Linked DNA regions of Capsicum annuum: region 1 is linked to region 2. A link is a contact called in public Hi-C data. All regions are on one chromosome and are shown on one strand. The core of a region is the stretch at or near the end of the contact, and the rest is flanking DNA. Distances in the headings are between cores, read along the strand shown.

Region 1 (4,365 bases), core at 1,788-4,287, 37 kb after region 2:
ATCACGATTAAAGCAGCTGAAACAAACATCATAAATATCTATTTTTTAATTAAATATTAATAATTCTAATATATAAATGACTTATAATAATTAATTAGGAGTAATATAATAAATTATAAAGTAATTAAGAATAAAATGATAAATAATAAAGTGCTGATCGAAACCAGCTCCCCTATAATATATAGAAAAGAAAAGAGATGTGGCCGTCAGATCAAAAATTTCACCGACAACGTTCATTTAGCAATGACATTTGCCAACTCAAAAGCATCAAATTTGAATTTACGAATAAATTATCTAGCGAATGTAATTGTTTTGGCCGGCTGACCATATATGTATAATGCCCTTCTTATTTTGTCATGCCTATCTTAAGGTTTATTGATTTCTTGTATAATTTTTAACGTTTTCCATGGCTGAAATTATACAAGGGTGCAGTTTCTTTAATGTCTATGATTATTAATTACTTTTCATGTGTGTTAAATGGAAGTAACTTAAATTACTTGATATCTGTTAAAGTACGAGTTTGGATTTTTTTATTTTTTTTCTCTTGCATATACTGATTTAAGGGCTGAAAATTATTCATCAGAAAAAAAGAGTAGAGGATGCAACTAGACATCATTTCGAAAACAAAAGAATATGGAGTATATATATTAAGATGAACTGACGTGACAATGATTGGTTACCATATGATGATCTCCAACAGTAAAATTGGACAAAATATTCTGGAGTTTTTGGCCATAAAATCCAGGATCCAATGAATCAATGTCATCCCAATTAGTACTAGAATTAGAACTACAAGAAGAAGAATTGTGTCCTCCAGAATTGCACCACTTCCCATGCACCAGCCCCTGGGGCGAGCGATCTAGGATACCCCTGTCTATCTCATCTAAAGTAGGATCGCCTTCTTTAAATGGCCGAGCAAATACTGCCCATCTGTTCACAAGATCATCGTAGTGGTTTGAAACATTTATTGGCGCGGAACACCTGAGATCCTGGTTTACTATTGTTTTTATAAATTCTGGTGAATTGCATAGAACAGTGTGGAAGTAGGATTCAAGAGGAGACACTACATTGGCGTAGTACATAAGTAACTTCCTAGGGAAATTGTCCCAACCTTTGATGCAGTGCTCCATAAATCCTCTGCTCAACACCATCCAAGGCGAACCTAGAAATTGAAATTTAACAAGAAATGAGATCATTTTTGAAAATTACACAATACATTATACATATATAAAGCAAATGAATTAATTAGCCAACCTTCGAATATATCGAAAGTTGTTGGTACTTCTCTAGTCTCTACAGCATAGTAAAGTGGAGCAGCCTGTTTTGAATATAGGCTTGGATCAACAACAATCCGATTGAAGTTGTTCTGCCTGCAGTAACATTGCATTTTCAGAAAAACAATCACACCCTTAGTTGCAGCGTTGGTTACGTGCAAAGCTCTAAGGTATATATATAAAAGGCGTAGTACATAGACACTTGATCTTAACTGACAACTAAGCATCCCAACTTTGAAAATGCACATTTAGACTCCTTAACATGGTTTGAGTTAGTCCCGAAAAAGGACTATTGGCAATCAGTGACAGCTTACCCTTTCTGATCAAAAGTCCTATTGGTGAAGCCTACGAAATTGAGATCCCTTGGCAAGGAAGTGAGAGCAAACAAGACATCTGCAATCAAAAGAGCGGATGGTCAATTAGTTGCAGTGTTACAAAGTAATAGGACTAGCTAAGCTACTGGTGATCACGAAAAATTTACCATCTTGAGTAAGAAGAGGGTAGTCAGAAGAGCTTAAGGTGAAAAACCAGTCCCATGTCGGACTAATTCGAAGGAGCAAGGCAGCAGCATGAAGCATAGCAGCAAGAGCAGAGGCACCTGATTCCTCCACAGCATAACTTTTTCCAACAACGTTCACATTCCCAAATACTTTAAACACATGTTCGGATTCAACTGAAACAGCTAATTCAACTCTTTCTTCATCTCCATCTCCATCAAGAAGTTGCAAAAGATACTGATTTCTTGGGTGATACACTGCTCTTAATAGCCTCAACATTCTTTTACTTTCCCCTTTATAACCAAAAATCCAATAAGCCAAGATTGGAGGATCACCAGGCCGTCCTTTTGACGGATGGATCATCTTTGTAACTCTCTTTATCGATGCCACGTTTGCACGATCTGGAATACTATTCATCAACCTGTACTGATCATCAAATCTGCTGCAGAAGAATCCTAAGACTAAAAGTAGCAAAACTGCTGCAACAAAAACCGGAAACGGAACACCTTGACGACTTCTCCAATTCCAGGAAAGTAACATCATTGTTGATTATCTGTTGAATATTTGATCTTAATATTATACTGAAAGGCTTAATGACGTGAATTTTCAGGAAGATGTAATAGGCTTTGGCTAATTATGACAAGTGAATAAAACAGGTTTGTGGGACATGTTAGAGAGTGAAAAAATAAGATACGTTACCAACCAAAATGAAACAGGTCATGTGTGACATCTTAATTAATTGTTAGGAAATAAATGCTATGTTGATGAAAACTTACAGCACAACTACACCACCAAATTTCCATGTTTTTTTCTGGTGACAAGGCAACAGCCGCTTCAAGCTGGAACTACAGACAGTCCGTTCACCTTTATTTGTTTTTAATTTTTATTTATCCACTTTAGCTTATCAAGAAAAGATAATTTTTTTTTTATATTATAATCTTAATATTAACTACTCATTCTAGATCATTTCTCAAGTCCGTTAAGATTATAAATCATAATAAAATATGTACTTCATTTTTTCTCTTAATGGTGTGTAAAATCTATTATGAGCAAATAAAAATGAACGGAGAAATTTATTTTTTTAAGTGAAGTAATAGTAAAAGGTCAAAATAATACAGCTAGTTGGAACCATTCATCAGACGTGTATTGATTAGTCTTCTCAAGCACTCGGATCAGCTATTTTAAACTTGTATGAGTTCTATAAAAATCTTAAATTAATATATGATAATAAGTATAATATAATACTAATAACTGAATTTACAATCAAATTTTTTCGAGGAAGCATGAACCTGTAACGCTGACAGAGGTTATAGTTTTTTGTGGGCTAGTTTTTCTTCTTCTTTTTTTTTCTTTTCAGAAATTATGTCAACCTAATTCCCTTGTTTCATTCCAACTTAATATAATGCTCTTTTAATTTTCAAAATAGGTATTTCATAGTCATGTAAGAGATATTGAATCATCCACTTGGAAATCAGTTGAGTGTAAAATTGCACATTTAGCTTATACAATTATGTCTACATCTGTCCATGAACAACTCCTTGAGACTCTTCTTTTCTAAAAAAAGAGAAGAAGGAAAATTGGTTGGGGGTTGGGGGTAAGGAAACGGGGAATATGAAAGGGCTTGCAACGTGGGAAATATAACTCTCACCAACAAGATGGAGTTCAGATAGTCAACCAACTAAGCTACTAAGATCCCTTAACTCTTTGCGACTCATGTTTCTTTCCTCATACTTCTAAAATAAGTACAAACAAAACATATTTTCTACCTAGACGAATCAATAATACACATTTTAATTAATCAAAGGTTAGATGTATTTGGCCCCATAATAGGATCAAGCGTGTTTCCACCGGAAGCATAATCTAATATTTCTTTTAGAGTTTAGAAGAAGTTCACAACGACCAAAAGTCAAAATTTACTAATAATTGAGGGACCAAAGATGCTATTATCCCAAACTTAAAACAACCTCATCACTATTGTTCTGTTACTTATCCAAACTGTCTTAACTACCAACAATGTCCCTTTGGACATGTACACTCTCTGTTTCCCCTCTTAGTGTTTCTCTTCAACATCCTTCCTATTCACTTACCCAAAACCCACCAAGAAAACTACCTTCTTCACTCACAAGTACACTCATTTCCAAGAAATATCAACAAGAACTCACCTCAGAAACACCCTCTGTAGCTCCATGGATCGATACTCTTCGGTCCCAAGTACGCTTAAACTGCTTCAAAGAAGCAATCTTTACATATATACAGATGAATGTTGAAGGCATTAAGCCTGATAATTTTGTTTTCCCTGCTGTTCTGAAAGCTGTTACTGGTCTTCAGGACTTGAATCTTGGAAAACAGATACATGGGGCTGTTGTTAAATTTGGGTATGATACTACATCAGTCACCGTGGCGAATTCTGTTATCCATTTACTTGGGAGGTGCGGTGGGAGTGTTCATGATGTTTATAAAGTGTTTGATAGGATTAGTCAGAGAGATCAAGTTTCTTGGAATTCTTTGATTAATGCTCTTTGTAAATTTGAGGAGTGGGAGTTGGCATTGGAGGCTTTTAGGTTGATGGGGTTAGATGGATTCGAGGCTAGTTC
Region 2 (4,253 bases), core at 10-2,509:
TTGAAGGTGACAGTTTTGTGAGATCCTTCAAATCTTCGAGTGAAGAGATCTTTCCGGCAAACTCACAAGAACCTTTTCCACGATTCTTGAATCTGTAAGCTTTTCTCCCATAAGTCTGATTTGGTTTACAACCTTCACCAACTTGTTGGAGAATTCTTTAATAATTTCTGAATCCTTCATTCTGAGAATTTCAAACTCTCTTCTCAGATTTATCACTTTTATTTGTCTAATCTTGTCACTTCCGTGAAATTCTTCTTTCAACTTGTCCCAAGCCTCCTTTGCAGTCTCACTCGTCATAACTCTAGTGAAAATTACTTCCGAAAGTGCTGATTGTATGCAAGAGAGAGCTTTAAAGTTTTTTGCAACCTCTTCTCTGTGATTCTTAATTTGCGCCATAATTGAATTATCTGGCAAAAGATTTTCCTCTCCTCCAACTTCTACCACTTGCCACAGATCATATGCTTGCAAGTATGTTCTCATCTTGATAGCCCAAATTGGATAATTCTCACCAGAAAAAATTGGAGGTGAAGGAATTGAAAAATTGTTGGAAGCCATAACAATATTGACTTTTACGCAGGGTTATTTTTGGGGGTCTTCTCTCTCACAGATCCCTCAAGAACCTAGCTTTGATACCAATTGTTGTTCTACAGAACACAGAGAAGAAGAACACGTTTGAGGATAAAAAAATATTTTGCTTGTTTATTCATTCACATCTGAGAATATAAATAGAAAAAAGAATCTTATTCTATTTCTAACTAGGAAACTAATAAAATCCTATTCTATCTTCAAGGATACTAATAAATCCTATTCTATATCAACTTAAATAACTGAATTTCAAAAATAAATTTACTAAACCAAAAAGAAAAATAACAACAAATAACTCAATACTTCAACAGAACCGCTGGGCTTCACATCAATAAATAGTCAAGGTGCAGTTTCTCAGTTCAAGATCTGCCTGTGGAAGCAAAATCTCATATACTGGAGAAGTCCATCATACAGTTTTTATGAGGTTGTTCTTCACAACAATGTGTGCATTGATTCTTGGTTCCATATTTTGGGATGTTGGTTTGAAAAGGTAACATATTTTTTATGAGATTTCTACAGCAAACTACTGGACAGTTGTTCTAGTTTCTGTGTGAAATTCACTTATCATTTCTCTATATAGCGACAAAGTATATGGCTTTACATCATGCCACAGGTCTAGTGTGAATGCTAGGGAAAAACTTCCTAAAAATGGTAAGATTGCAGAGGATGATTCAAATAACATAATGAAGGGAAGCATTAAACTAGAAATTAGCGTAACCTTCACATCGTAACAATTCAATAGTAGAGCACAATTATTTTAGCGCAGAGTATATTAGCGTTGTATTTGGACATAAGGAGATGACTATGCCAAAAAAAGCTAGAAACAAATATTAAGGACATTAAAAAAATCTTCTAGTATAACTTCCTGTACTTATTTTAGCATTGTTTTATGCATTGATCTATCGCTTAAAACTGCACAGCTTATTTTGAAGCTAGCAAACTTCAAAATTCTTATAATTCAAATCAACCGTTGAGTAATGGCGTTGTAGTTAAACAAGAGGATAGCTTAAACGGAATTGCTGAATTGTGATATTTCCAGCAAAAAAAAAAAAAAAGGAGCCTTTTTGTTTTTTTTGATATATGAGATTTGTGTGAAGGAGCTGGAGTCTATCAAAAACAACCTCTCTACTTTATCTGAGATAGTGGTACGAACTGCATACACTTTACCCTCCCCAGACCCCACTTTGTAGGGATATACTTGGTATGTTATTGTTGTTGTGGTTGTTGTGTGAAGGAAATTACAAATTGACCTCCGAGGTGCAAATCTAACTTTGGCAGCCAAGTGTTGTCATGAGGGTTTTCTCCTCAATTTTTGGGACTTGTTACAGTTTATACTTGGTGAAGGTACATCAGCCAATCATCCTTAAGTGAGTTTCATGTCGTTAATTCCCAGAAAGTCATGCACAAAGTGTATTCTATTTATTCTGAAAAGAGAGAAAGAGTTGGAGCAGTAGCCACTCTTACATCTTCTTTAAGAGTTTTTTCTTTTCATTCACTCCTCCATTGAGGATAAATTGGGTTTCTTTAAGTTGAACTATACTGGATTCTTTGTAGAAGAATGTACTCATTATGCACCTAGAAAAATCTTGTGCAACTTTATAGCTATATCGTAAAGATGGATGCAACAGGAAGAAATGTCATTTAGAAGTTCTGCTGGTTAGGGTTGGTTTGCTGATAAGAAAATGGAGTAGATTGGGCCAAGAGTAACCTTGAAAAACTTCTGCTATAAAGAAAGACGGAGAATAAGAACCTTGAACCAAATTGCTTGGTGGTTTAAATTAATAAAAATTAGAGAATAAAGCATTATCCAGATTAGAGGGCTTGCTAAACATATGTAATGAATCCCACTGTTTGAGCAGTTATATTTTCACTAAACAGAAAATAAATTAGAAGAGCTTCAGCTAGCTTCTTCATGTTCTTCCCTTTATTTCTGCCTTCTAAATTTGGAGTAATGGTGATCTTGATAAAAAAAATTTGGTTAATCACCTTAATGATAAAGCACCAAGCCGTTAAAATACTGTGCTTGAAATGATTTGACAGGGACTCAACTCAAAACTTGTTTGTAGTAATGGCCGCTCTTTATGCTTCAGTCTTGTTTCTGGGGGCCAGTAATGCTTCTTCTGTACAGCCAGTTGTTTCCATTGAAAGAATCGTTTTCTATAGGGAAAAGGCTGCAGGAATGTATTCCCCGCTACCATATGCAGCAGCTCAGGTTAGCACATTCACAGACAACTTTAGAAGTTACTTTTATTTGTAAAAAACTACGGTATAAACATATGGTTTTCTTGACCACTTGAAAAGACATCAAGCAGTTGTCGAAAAGATCTGATATATGTATTGATGACTTCTGATGAACTTTTCCTTTTTGGTCTATCAGGGTCTAATTGAGATTCCATATGTCATGATCCAGACCTTATTATACGGAGTCATTACATATTTCATGATCAACTTTGAAAGGGTAGCGGGTATGATGAAATTAGCCTCTGTGTGCATCGCACATGCATCTCGTGCGCCACGCATGCATGTTTGCACTATCATGACCCTTTTCCATGAACTGCACCTGTAACAGCTATTATATTCCTTGCTTTTGGAGTTGGTGGGCTCAGTCACTCAATATATTATTGGGTATCTTGCAGGCAAATTTTTCCTCTACATTCTTTTCATGTTTCTTGCATTCATGTAGCCATTGGTCTTACACCAACTCAACATTTGGCTGCCATCATTTCAGCAGCTATCATTTCATTGTGGAACCTCATGTCTGGTTTTCTAGTTCCAAAACCTGTAAGTATTCTTACTTCCCTGTCACTTGTCAAAATTGTGGTTGTCATGTTTGTGTCGAACTAGATTTCTTGAGATAACGTTTTGCAGTGATTAACCAAAACACTATAAGAACACTTCACCTTAGGAAGATTGAAAATAAAGAATCATTTCATGTAGAGGACGACTATATTGTAAAGAACATTAAATGTAGAGAAATTCACCTAATGAATTCTGAATGTCACTTTTTCCTGTGTCACTTAGAGTATCCCCGGATGGTGGATATGGTTCTACTGCATCAACCCAGTTGCATGGACACTCCGTGGCATCATTAGCTCTCAACTTGGTGATGTAGAAACAAGGATAACAGGACCTGGATTCAACAGAACTGTAAAAGAATATTTGGAAGTCAGCCTTGGATTTGGCCCTGGGAAGATTTGGTGGTCTGCTGTTATACTTGCTGGATTTGGCTTGCTCTTCTTTTCTGTCTTTGCAGCATCAGTCAAACTTCTTAACTTCCAAAAAAGATGAACAGCTGTTCAAGTGTTAAAACTATTATCCTTCATTTAATCAAATATACTTTTAATTTAAAAATGTGCTAGTTTGGCAATAGTCTCAGATATGACCATAATGGTCTTGCAGTTTTCCAGTGCTCAAAATAGTTTCCTAATGCTAGAGGAACTTCCTCTTTTTCCTACTCACTTTTTGTCAAATTGGTTTTATGCAATACTGGATAAGATGAGCCTAAATGGAGCGACATGGACATTCAGAATTCACATAGCCGACCCCAACTTTCTTAGAATTGAGGCATACCTGCTGCCTGCTGGTATTCACATTTACATGGTTCTATACCAGGCTTGATGCAATTCACAACGAGGAAAAGAAATATTCAAGCCAACCTTTTATTTAGA

Evidence for each region. Hi-C and Micro-C count contacts between places; a contact is called where the count stands out from the background.
Region 1: a Hi-C map of leaf shows a contact between it and region 2, with 1.7 times the contacts expected there. The contact joins the promoter of LOC107859710 here to the enhancer-like site in region 2. A contact is called at or near these places in 3 of 5 Hi-C or Micro-C datasets (bud, leaf and placenta).

Annotation. Positions count from the first base shown.
Region 1 is chr2:136,084,336-136,088,700 of UCD10Xv1.1, forward strand. It overlaps LOC107859710 (pentatricopeptide repeat-containing protein At3g57430, chloroplastic), which reads left to right and starts at 3,038. Exons shown (of 1, transcript XM_016704798.2): 1 at 3,038-4,365. The coding sequence starts at 3,785. It overlaps LOC107859708 (beta-glucuronosyltransferase GlcAT14A), which reads right to left and starts at 2,624. Exons shown (of 4, transcript XM_016704796.2): 1 at 1,756-2,624; 2 at 1,589-1,667; 3 at 1,255-1,370; 4 at 616-1,162. The coding sequence starts at 2,314. The coding sequence ends at 648.
Region 2 is chr2:136,048,837-136,053,089 of UCD10Xv1.1, forward strand. LOC107859707 (ABC transporter G family member 31-like) reads left to right here. Exons shown (of 22, transcript XM_047407122.1): 16 at 894-1,000; 17 at 1,002-1,075; 18 at 2,626-2,797; 19 at 2,963-3,050; 20 at 3,222-3,260; 21 at 3,263-3,366; 22 at 3,607-3,936. The coding sequence ends at 3,873. LOC107859703 (mitochondrial amidoxime reducing component 2) reads right to left here. Exons shown (of 9, transcript XM_016704791.2): 9 at 4,229-4,253. Among protein-coding and RNA genes, the nearest start is that of LOC107859707, 9.4 kb to the left of the region's middle. Within about 2 kb of position 1,260, at least 3 of the 5 cell types and tissues checked have an H3K27ac peak or open chromatin away from gene starts, as enhancers often do. A contact at or near this core is called in bud and leaf, where this site is marked.